Linked DNA regions of Ovis aries: region 2 is linked to region 1. The links are chromatin contacts, called in public Hi-C maps. All regions are on one chromosome and are shown on one strand. Each heading gives the region's core, a stretch centred on a gene start, on an enhancer-like site or on the middle of the called end of the contact. The rest is flanking DNA. Distances are from core to core; before and after follow the strand shown. Region 1 has its middle 5.8 kb from the start of RPS3A. Region 2 holds the start of LRBA (LPS responsive beige-like anchor protein).

Region 1 (5,552 bases), core at 1,403-3,902:
TGAAGTCAAGAGCTGACTCATTGGAAAAGACCCTGATGCTGGGAAAGACTGAGGTCAGAAGGAGAAGAAGGCAAGAGAAGACGAGATGGTTGGATGGCGTCACCAACTCAATAGATATGAGTGTGAGCAAACTGGGAGATAGTGAAGGACAGGGAAGACTTGTGTGCTGGAGTCCATGAGTTTGCAAAGAGTTGGACACGACTTAGCGGCTGAACAGCAACACTAAGGTGTCAATATTGCTTTTTTCTCTTTCCATCTTTGACTAATCTGTTAAATCCATCCAGTGATTTTGTTTGAAGTTTGATTGCTATGTTTTTTATTTCTGAAATAAAAAGTGCTTTTTTTCAGTTTATGTCACTTATTTATTTTAAAGATTTCTTTCTTTTTTTTGTTTTTTGGCTGTGGTGAGACTTTGTTGCTGCCCCGGACTTTCCCTAGTTGTGGTTCGTGGGCCCTCTTCTTCCTTGCGGTGTGCAGGCTTCTCTTGAGGTGGCTTCTCGTTGCAGAGCACAGACCCTAGGCACATGGGCTTGGCGGTTGTGCACAGGATAAGTTGCTCTGCGGCATGTGGGATCTTCCCATGCCAGAGATCAAACTGGTGTCCCCTGCATTGCAAGGCGGATTTTTAACCTCTGGAGCACTAGAGAAGCCCTATGTCACGTCTTTAAACTTTATTTTCTATTGAATTTACATTGCTTTATAACATTATGCTTCATGTGTTCAATTTATATCCCTTTGTTGTTCCTTATTCTTTCAGAAATCTTCAATGTCAGATTTAAACCCAGTGAGCATAATTGTGATTGGCATCTGAAGGGGTGTTGGGAGTCTTGTAAGACTGAGCCGTTAACCCTTCCAATTGTGAATCAAGTTATATTTAGGATACCCAGCTGGTGGCCAAGAGTTTTTTGTTGGTGTGGGAATGTCTCCCCTGACCATGTTCGAATGGGTTCCAGAATTGTAACATCGTTTTCTCCCAATCTGTAAACACCCCTATCTCATTTCCTTTTCTTTTTAGCTGCAGCTCATGGTTGTTTCATGTGAACAACATACTTTTTCACCAAAACTCTGTACTTCCTTGAAGCCCTAGCCCTCTCTGACCCTGCCCAGAAAACCCTAAACCTACTTCAGTGTGCAATTTACCCTTCATGGTAGTATTTGCCCCTATTTTTTCACTCCTGCCTCTATCTATGACTATGTGTTGTCCCCTCTCACCCTGACTCTGGGCTTGATAGTGTGACTTGCTTTCATCAAGGGACATTAGCAAGTTGGGCAGTGACTTAAAAGATGCTGGCACACGTGGACTCGCTCTCTCTGCTCTTCAGAACACTGAGCTCACTTCCTGAAGAAGCCTGATCTAGCCTGCTGGAGAGGAGCCGTGATTTGAAGGGGAAATAACAAGGCCCAGCTGAGGTCTTTCCAGAACAATCTGGCTACTGACCATTAGGTGTTTTTTAAAAAGGCCATCCTAGACCATGTAGTCCAAATGAGCTCGCCCAGAACAGAAGACCCACCCAGCTGACGCGTAGAATCGTGAGAAATAATAAATGTTTGTTGTTTTAAGTGTTGGAAGAGTTTGGGTTGCAGCAGAAAGTACCGTGCATTTTTCCACACCCTTACAATGACCCCTACCCTCATGGAGTGGTTAGAGAAAACTGCACATTTCAGACTGGAACTGTTAGAAATCAATGATCTCAGTTGAGTCTTGGGCCCCTGACAACCCTTTTCCCTGTCAACAACCCTTCCCCTTCCTCTCAAAGTGTGACTATTCCAGTCGCTGACAATGCTGTTCCCATCCCCAACTCAGCCTATCCCCTGTCATATTTAGAAAATGACCTTGTTGCCTACTTCAGATAAGGCGGGGCTTGCAGGCCACAGTAAGGACCTGATGTTTTCCTGTGTGGGATGAGAAACCATCGGAGGCCTTTGAGGAGCAGAGTGACACTGGCTGCTGCGTGGAGAGCGCTGTGTGGTGAGCAGGAGACGTTCAAGGAGACGGCAGGAGCTCCACGCAGGGGGACAGAGGCGGCAGTGCGCAGGGTGGAGAGCTATGGTGGCAGGACCCCATTCAAGGAGACTAAAATGCAGACGGCATCCTCTGGGCTTCAAGTGAGTGCAGTTGCCCTGGGTAGAAGGATGAAGTGAAAATTCTGGTTATGTTTTGAAATGAGAGCCTAAAGAATATGCTGATTAATTGACGTGGGAAGAAAAAGAGGAAATCAGAGATAATCACATTTCACTGTAATGATTTTTTTCTTAATTGGTGCTTTCCTACCACTCCAGAATTCTTGCCTGGAGAATTCCATGAAGTGAGAAGCCTGGCAAGCCATGTTACTTTCACTACCTCATTCCCTCCTGGGAAGAAGGCAGAGACTGTCCTAAATATCTCTCTTTGTATATTAGTCTTAAATGAATGGATGAATGACTCAATGATGAATCCTGATTAATATTTTTACTTGATATCAGACTACACATTTTCTTTTGAAACTTAGCTTTTCTCTTTCTTTTCTGTTTACAAAGTGAAAATGGAGTAATGAGTTCTCATTGTAGAGGTGTTCCAAATGGAATTATGAAAATGCACTCTGTTTTCTCCCGGAGCACAGTGATCAGAACAGTACAGGTCAACAAACTATGATCAGTTGGCAAAGAGAATGAAATCAATCCTGTCACGGAACACATTGTTCAGGTGAGGGTGTTTTTCCACGGTAGAGCTCTCTCTTGAGGAAGTAGTATGCTAATTTGCATTCTGGCTTAAGCTCCTTATCTTGTTGCCAACTGCCACCTTTCATTGCCCTGTGACAAAAGATCAGCTGAATTCTCCAAGTGCTGCAGAATATTTTATTGGTCATGTCAAACACAGTAAGGCCTGGAAAATTTCTTAAGGTAACCAGATGCTCTTCAGAGTTATATAGAGGAGATAATGTATTTGAAAACAAGAAAAGACAGTTTTAAAAGTTTAAAGGCCTCAGGGTATAACTGAAACAACATGGATTTGAAGCCAGACCTGGTTTCAAGCCATCGCTTTGCCACGTGGCCCGGGACTTTGTATTAGAGTCTATTTTCTCACTGATTGAGTGGGAACAATACCTGAATCCTGTGGTTACTGAAAATTTAAATGACACAGTGTACATTGGAAGCCTAGCACAGGCACATAGTAGACACTCAGTAACTGCTAACTCTCCTTTTCTCTTTCTCTCGCTCCAAAATGAATGGCAGAGGTGCTGTCTTTTTCTCAGCTGCGCGCTCACCGAGCCCCTCCCTGCCCTTAACCTTATTTAAAGGTCAAGTGTTGCTCTCCTTGGAGTGCGCTCAGCCAGGTGGTTTCTTGGGAACAGATGGGAAGAAGGAGCTTGTCCAAGGAGGGAAGCAAGAGAATTAGGAAGGGAAGCTGACCTCACGTCTGCACATGGTGGTGCGGCGGCGTGACAGAGGTGCAGCCGCACAATCGAATTGGACTCCGTACCGCCATTGCTGCCACAGAAGCAGCACACGTCCCAGGCACACTCACGTTTTTTCTGATACCCGTGCAGCCATTATTGCTGGTTCTAAGTGGGAATTGAAGTCACTTCCCTTACACTGTAAGGGGGTAACTTGTTGCTGTTTTCAGTCACTTAGTTGTGCCTGACTCTCTGCAACCCTGTGGACTGCAGCACATCAGGCTTCCCTGTCCTTCACCATCTCCTAGATCTCTAGTCTTTCCCACTCTATTCTTTGCCTCTATTTCTTTGCGTTGATCACAGGAAGGGTTTCTTACTCTCCTTGCTGCTCTTTGGAACTCTGCATTCAGATGGGTATATCTTTCCCTTTCTCCCCTGTCTTTAGCTTCTCTTCTCTTCTCTTCTCAGCTATTTGTAAGGCCTCCTCAGACAGACATTTTACCTTTTTGCATTTCTTTTTCTTGGGGATGGTTTTGATCATTGCCTCCTGCACAGTTATGAACCTCTGTCCATACTTCATCAGGCACTCTGTCTATCAGATCTAATCCCTTGAATCTATTTCTCACTTCCACTGTATAATCGTAAGGGATTTGATTTAGGTCATACCTGAATGGCCTAGTGATGTTCCCTACTTTCTTCAATTTAAGTCTGAATTTTGCAATAAGAAGTTCATGATCTGAGCCACAGTCAGCTCCAGGTCTTGTTTTTGCTGACTGTATACAGCGTCTCTATCTTTGACTCCAAATAATATAATCATCTGATTTCAGTATTGACCATGTCCATGGTGATGATGTCCATGTGTAGTCTTCTCTTGTGTTATTGGAAGAGGGTGTTTTCTATGACCATGCGTTCTCTTGGCAAAACTCTTTGCCAAGAGAGTTAGCTTTTGCCCTGCTTTATTCTGTACTCCAAGGCCAAATTTGCCTGTTACTCCAGGTATCTCTTGACTTCCTACTTTTGTATTCTAGTCCCCTTTGATGAAAAGGACATCTTTTTTTGGTGTTAGTTCTAGAAGGTCTTATAGGTCTTAATAGAACCATTCAACTTCAGCTACTTCAGCATCAGTGGTTGGAGCATAGACTTGGATTACTGTGATATTGAATGGTTTGCCTTGGAAACGAACCAAGATCATTCTGTCGTTTTTGAGATTGCACCCAAGTACTGCATTTCAGACTCTTGTTGACTATGAGGGCTGCTGCATTTGCTTCTAAAGGATTCTGGCCCACGTAGCAGATATGATAGTATATCTGCTATAAGTAGTGTTCTTCTGGATAACATTTCACAAAGTGAGAATTTAAGGTAGACCCTAGTGTTGTCACAACTTGGCAACATGTATATCTGAGTTCAGTCTCACCTTATCACTTAATAGTTTGACTTCAGAGAAGTTTTTAATCTTTCTGAGCTTGTTTTCACCTTACTCTGTTAGTCGGAAGGTGAGTTCAAAACTGCCAAGTCGCACAACTCCAGGGAGTGCCACTCACATAGGTTGTACAAGGTGTTAAGCAAAAACTTGACTCAGAAACTGTAATGAGACTTCACTGATAGGCATAAACAACGTAGAAGTTATTTGCTGCTCATGCGGCAGTCCTGTTGTATACAGTCCAGGTCTGACACGCAGGCTCTGTGGTATTAGTGTTAGTCAGTCACATCTGATTCTTTGCGACTCCGGGGACTGTAGCCCACCAAGCTCCTCTGTCCATAGAAGTGTCCCAGCAAGAATACTGCAGTGGGTAGCCATTCCCTTCTTAATCTTATTTAATTATTCTGCCATCCATAATGTGTTGCTTTCATCCATGTGGCCCAAGTTGAAAGTTAACATTTAGTTCAGCAGGGAGAGGAAAAAGCAAACAGGAGGGCATATTTCTTTCCTTGCAGAATACCATCTGTAAGTCCTGTTTTATTTGTTTGGCCACGCTGTGCTGCTTGCAGGATCTTAGTTCCACCCAGACCGTCAGCAGTGAGAGCTCAGCGTCCTAACCACTGGGTCACCTGGGAATTTGCGCCATCTGCCAGTATCTACTCTGCAAATCACTGTGATGTGCTTAACCTGTAAGAGAGGCTGGGAAATGTAGACCTTATCTGTACAGTCATGTGCCTACCAAAAAGCCTGTTATTTTT
Region 2 (5,552 bases), core at 2,269-4,768, 67 kb after region 1:
AATTCAGAATTGAGGGAACAGTGCCAAGAGTCACTCCAGGGATATGCACTTATATAGATTGCAAAGGAGGGGGGAGTAGGGTGGTGGTACATTTCCTTGTAGTCTCATGACAATTACTATCTTGTAATTATCTCTCATTGTAAGAGGGATACATTTTGAGAGCTACTTTACTCTCATTGTAAGAGAACACTGTAAACAGGCAACCTATTTATACACTATTTAAGAATAAAACTGACATGGGAAAATAAAAGAGACAAATCAACCAATCTGGTGTATGTCTATGTCAACTACGCTAAATACTTCATTAACATTTTATGCCTTAAAATGCATGTCTTGGCTAGCATACTTGCCCTTTTCAAAGTCTCTATCCCTGTGTGACATACACAAGGAAAACAAGAATTTAAAAATGCTCCCAATGTAATTAACTTGATGTGGATCATTTTGAACTTCTAGATGTTGAATAATTGCATAAATTTTTAATCTTAAATATTTGAGTTTCCAACTATAAGGGCAGGCAAATGTCTTTTCCTCTTAAATTGCAATTGTTCCAAGGGGCTAAAGCCCAATAAAGATGTCACTCCAAGTTTTCCTTAACGTTTGTAAGATTTAACGAATAGTAAAAGCAATGCGTGCCTTTCTCATGAGGAGGGTGCTGCAAGCCAAGGCCATGAATTTCCAGCCCGTGATATAAGTTACACTGAATAATAATTTGAAGAAAACTACAAATCCAGCAATATACATTTAGGTGTGTAGTAAGTCATGTAAATGGTACCTTTTCCCTAAATTATAATCTAATTAGCAAAATGTCAAGAAGTTATAGTGGACTGGGTGTACTTTCTGGTAGAAACAAAGAAAAATTCCATCCTATTTTTATTATCAAAATTTTCTTTTCTTTGCATATAGTGAAGGCTTATAGATCAAGTCTTTTTAATTTCACCTTGGAATTACATTCTCTTTGCTTCAATTTGAGTTATGCACAAGGCCTCTTGTTCTAAATCCACTGCTTTTTTTCTTCTTTGCTATGACTTCAATGTACACTGAAGGCAAGTAAAATTATGAAAACCCTTAGCCCTTAATTCTGTGAAGATGGTGATGTTAGAGAGAGATATATGTTAGATGGTGATGAAAAGTTTAAGTTTGGCTTTACAGAAGGTAGTCTTTTTTTTCCCCCCATTCCTTCCTTTCCCTCGTTTTAAAAGCAAATTTTTTCATCTTTATTCTCCAAATTTGGGTGTATTTGCCCCTCAGAATTTCAATACCTTTTTCCCTCTCTGCTAAACAAGACTTGTGATGATCTGTTTTCCCTTTCATCTTAAAACATTTTGCTTTTATCTTTCTTTATGTGATACATTTGGGCTTCCCTGGTAGCTCAGACAGTAAATAATCTGCCTGTAATGCAGATTACCCTGGGTTTGATCCCTGGGTCAGGGAGATCTCCTGAAGAAGGAAATAGCAATCCACTCCAGGATTTTTGCCTAGGAAATCCCATGGACCGAGGAGCCTGGTGGGCTATAGTCCCTGGAGTCACAAAGAGCTGGACATGACTGAGCAACTAACGCTGATGATGATGTGATATATAAATTCAAATGCTTGCTTTAGTTTCGTTTCTGTTGAAACAATCACACTGTGTTTAGGGCATGCAGCATCATCTGCTTCCTCTCAATGAGGGCATGTATTCTTACAAATACTCTATTAGCACTTATAGGCCAGATATTTAAGTACTCAAGATTAGACTCTGCCCAAATCAGAGGGAGCAAAGGCTATGAGAAGACTTTCGTGGTTTAAATGCCGCCTTGCCTCCTTCCACAGGTGCTAACAGTGAAGTGAAAGATGTCTCTCCGTCCTGCTGGCACACCCACTTCTCCTCCAGATTTATTCACTTAAGGATTTAAAATGTAAACCTGAGGTGTTAGAAGTTTTCAGGAATAGCAAGTTCTTGATAACTGCCTCTTAACCTAGTCACGCACAAGTCATCATTTCAGATCATGAGAAAACTGTCTGCCTCATCTTTGGAATATTAAACCCATTTATAGAAAACAAACATTTGCAACCATGAGCTGTGGAACAGCTGAATTCACTGTAGTGTTTTAAAAAGTGTTTTAAAACCTTTAAAACCAAGACACTCCTGTACTTCTGGTCTTTTCTCATGTTGCTCCCCTCCTTTCTAAGTTTCCATGTGATGGTTGAAATCAAATTCATTTTTCAAGCCCATCTCAAATAACCCTTTTTGTAGGAAACTATTTCCTCTCTCAAGCCAATATAGTTTTTCTCCTGATTCCTCCGTAGTGCTTCGTAACTTTGACACCACTTTTGTTTCACTTTTGACTGCTAGTATTTTAAACATTATATATATATATATTTAAGGCCTTAAGGCTTCTAACAGTAAGTACCCTAAGGGTGAAAAGCCACTTTCTTCTCTAATGTGTGTTTGTTTTCCACTAATGCGTCCCTGATGGCTCAGACGGTAAAGCGTCTGCCTACAATGTGGGGAGACCCGGGTTCGATCCCTGGGTTGGGAAGATCCTCTGGAGAAGGAAATGGCAACCCACTCCAGTACTCTTGCCTGGAAAATCCCATGGACGGAGGAGCCTGGTAGGCTACAATCTATGGGGTCACAAAGAGTCAGACACGACTGAGCGACTTCACCAACGCGGCAGGAAGAACACTTCACTGTTGATGGGGGGCAGGGGGGAAGGACACAGATGATCCGAATTGTTTCTAATCCTAATATACTTGATCTCATAAACTAATCTGAGAATGAGGCGAAACTAACTTTCACACTGGAAAATCCCGAGAGGAAAACACCCTTCAGAGACCTACAGGCAGAATGAACCCGTCTCCACGCTGTTTAGAGCAGCTGTCTCAGGAACCCTCCCTTCCTTAGAATGTGGGAGAGGTTCGGTGGGGCGGCAGCTGCAAGGAATCTTCCCCGTTCCTCATGCACATGATCTTGCCGCCCTACACTCCCTTCCGAGGGGAAGGTGGCAGCTGTCAGAGCATCCCAGTGGTAATCTCTTCCCGAGTCTTGGCCGAGCGCGGCGGGCGGGCAGCAGCTGAAAGCTGTCAGAGGTGGGGACTCTGTGCTCCCCTTAGACAAGGGCAGCAGCCTTGCTGGCTCCGGCGCTGCCACCTCTCTGGCTCGTAGCGGTCCCTCAGGTGTCCTTCTCCGAGTCCAAGAAGACACCTTGGCAATGAGGGGCGTGTTCCCTCCGCGCCGGGAGATCCTACGGTAACTTAATAACAGAAGGAGCCTAAGAATCGCCGCCTGGGCACTCGCCAAAGCACCTTCACAGATCCGGGAGTGGAAGGCGGGGGAAGAGTGGGCTCCTGCAAAGAAAGGTCTTTTCTGGCCGGCCTAAGGAGACACCTGGGGCTACCTGCGTGGCGCGCCCGCCCGTCCTCGCAGGCGGTCCCGGAGCCAGCCCGCGCGCGGCGCCCCCGCCCCGCCGGCCCCCGGGGGCCGCGCTCGCTTCCCCACCCCGCCGCGCGGTCGCCTCCGCCGTCGCGCCCGCCCCACCGCCCCGCGCGCTCGCGCACGCGCACGCCGCGCCCGGCCGCCCTCGGCGCTGTCATGGCGGCGGGGAGCAGCTTCAGCGGGCTCAGGGACGGCCGCGCCAGCGGTGGCGGGGCGAGCTGGGGCAGTAGCATCCTCACCGCCCGCGGCGGCCTCCGCAGCCGCGCCCGTAGCGCCGGCAGCGGCTGTTTTTGCAAAGGCTGAGCGCAGGGGTGGGGCGGGCCAGGAAGCCATGGAGTTCTGTGCAGCCTCGGACTCCCGGGGAGCGGACTAGGGAAACTTGGAGGCTGCGACCAGGTGCGCTGACCTCTCTCTCCTCCCTCCTCTCCTCGCCGTAGCCGCCGGGCCGCCCCCTCCCTCCTGGCCACTGCACACCTTCCCGCCTCTCCCCGACGAACCTCAGGTGCCCGCGAGGTGCTCCACTCCTCCCCCTGGGCCGAGCGTTGAGAGTCATCACCGCCCCCTTCCCCCGCCCTTTCCTGCCCTGGATCCGCCGCCACCTCCGTCTCGCGGCTGCCGGGCGGGGGGCGAGGACGAGCCCGGAGTGTCTGGGTGAGGGGAACTTCCCACCTCGAGGGGAGCTTTGGGACCCCTGCTTTCCTGCAGCCCCCCCTTTCCCGGCGACAGTTCTCTTCCCGTGCACCTGTGAGGAGAGGGTGCGCTGCGCCTGGAACCTGCGCGGGTGTGGGGGAGGAGGGAGCCTGGTCCCGGGCCTCCGGCTCCCGCCTGCGCTCGGGACCCCGCGCCTCGAGCCGCGGGCAAGCGGGTGGCTGGCGGCGGGGTGCTCGTAGGAACTGACTTGACGGACAGCAGCTACTCCCCTCGCTCCCCGAAAACCCTACGACAAAACCGAGCCCCTTTAACATCGATCTGATCTTCCAATAGGGTTTGGCGTTATTGTCAGCCTCCGGGAGAGAGATTGGACAAACATTCTCCAGAATCAGCAGGGCGACGCCAAGGACTTTCCACACCAACTGCTCTTGGGGTTTCTCCACAGCTCGGAAGAGTGACCCTTTCCGTTTTGCGTGGCGTCCGTGTGCTTATTACTAGCGCGGCGACTGGGTCCCGGCGTGACTCTTGAGTTGTCCTTTCCCGTGAACTCGCCATGGCCAGTGACGACAATACTGTCCCATCCCCGCCACCAACAGGTGATGCCGGGGGAGGTGGAGGGAAAGGAGGAGAAGCCCCTCCCGAAGGGGGTGCCTTGTCCCTGACGCCAGGACTCCCCATCAGGGGTATCAGAATGAAATTTGCCGTGCTGACAGGCTTGGTTGAAGTTGGAGAAGTATCCAATAGGGATATTGTGGAAACTGTCTTTAACCTGGTAAGTAGATCTCTATTTTACCAGTGTTATCTTCTCAGTGGGTTGGAGAACAAGACCTTAGAGCTGAAGCCATGTGCTTCACTCAGGCTGGTGATAGAAACAAAATTCTGCTGACCTAAGTTAATCACTTTCTGATATTTTCAGTTTAAGGGGAATTATGTAAACTTACACCCTCCAGGTTTTGTGAAAGTGAGCAGATCCTTTGGTCCTAAGAAAATAATTGTTACCATGGAAGTATTACGGAGGACTCCTATGGAGGAGTTTTATTCTATAATTTTTTTTTTTCCCCTTGGGATGTATATCTAAGTGTGCATTTATCTTTGACATTTTAAATAAGTTCTTGTGCCCTTTTTTTGGAGTTGAGAAATAATGTAAAGGGTAGTTCTACCTACTCCTTTTTTGAGTAAGTTATGTTTTGCCATGAATTTTGAACAAAATTCTTGTTCACAGGGCTGATGAAAGATTAATTTGCTGCAAAGTTAGCATTTATATTTAATTTCGATTAGTTTTATTTTTAGACATAAGGAACAAAAGTCAAATTTTGGAATGAAATTTAGGGTTACATCTTTTGAAAATTGAATGGCAGTTTAAAAAGAGGATTGCGGCAGAAGTAGTATGATTTTTATTTCTCTTGTGAATTCATGTCTATCAGCAAAGGATGTTTGGACATTGGAAGTTGCTGGTTATACTGCTATGAGCTATGAATGTTATTTG

Evidence for each region. Hi-C and Micro-C count contacts between places; a contact is called where the count stands out from the background.
Region 2: a Hi-C map of liver shows a contact between it and region 1, with 2.2 times the contacts expected there. The contact joins the promoter of LRBA here to the enhancer-like site in region 1.

What each region holds. Positions count from the first base shown.
Region 1 is chr17:6,897,124-6,902,675 of ARS-UI_Ramb_v3.0, forward strand. No RefSeq gene overlaps it. Among named protein-coding and RNA genes, the nearest start is that of RPS3A, 5.8 kb to the left of the region's middle. Within about 2 kb of position 2,653, at least 12 of the 54 cell types and tissues checked have an H3K27ac peak or open chromatin away from gene starts, as enhancers often do. A contact at or near this core is called in liver, where this site is marked.
Region 2 is chr17:6,963,112-6,968,663 of ARS-UI_Ramb_v3.0, forward strand. LRBA (LPS responsive beige-like anchor protein) reads left to right here and starts at 3,519. Exons shown (of 57, transcript XM_060400971.1): 1 at 3,519-3,811; 2 at 4,400-4,838. The coding sequence starts at 4,620.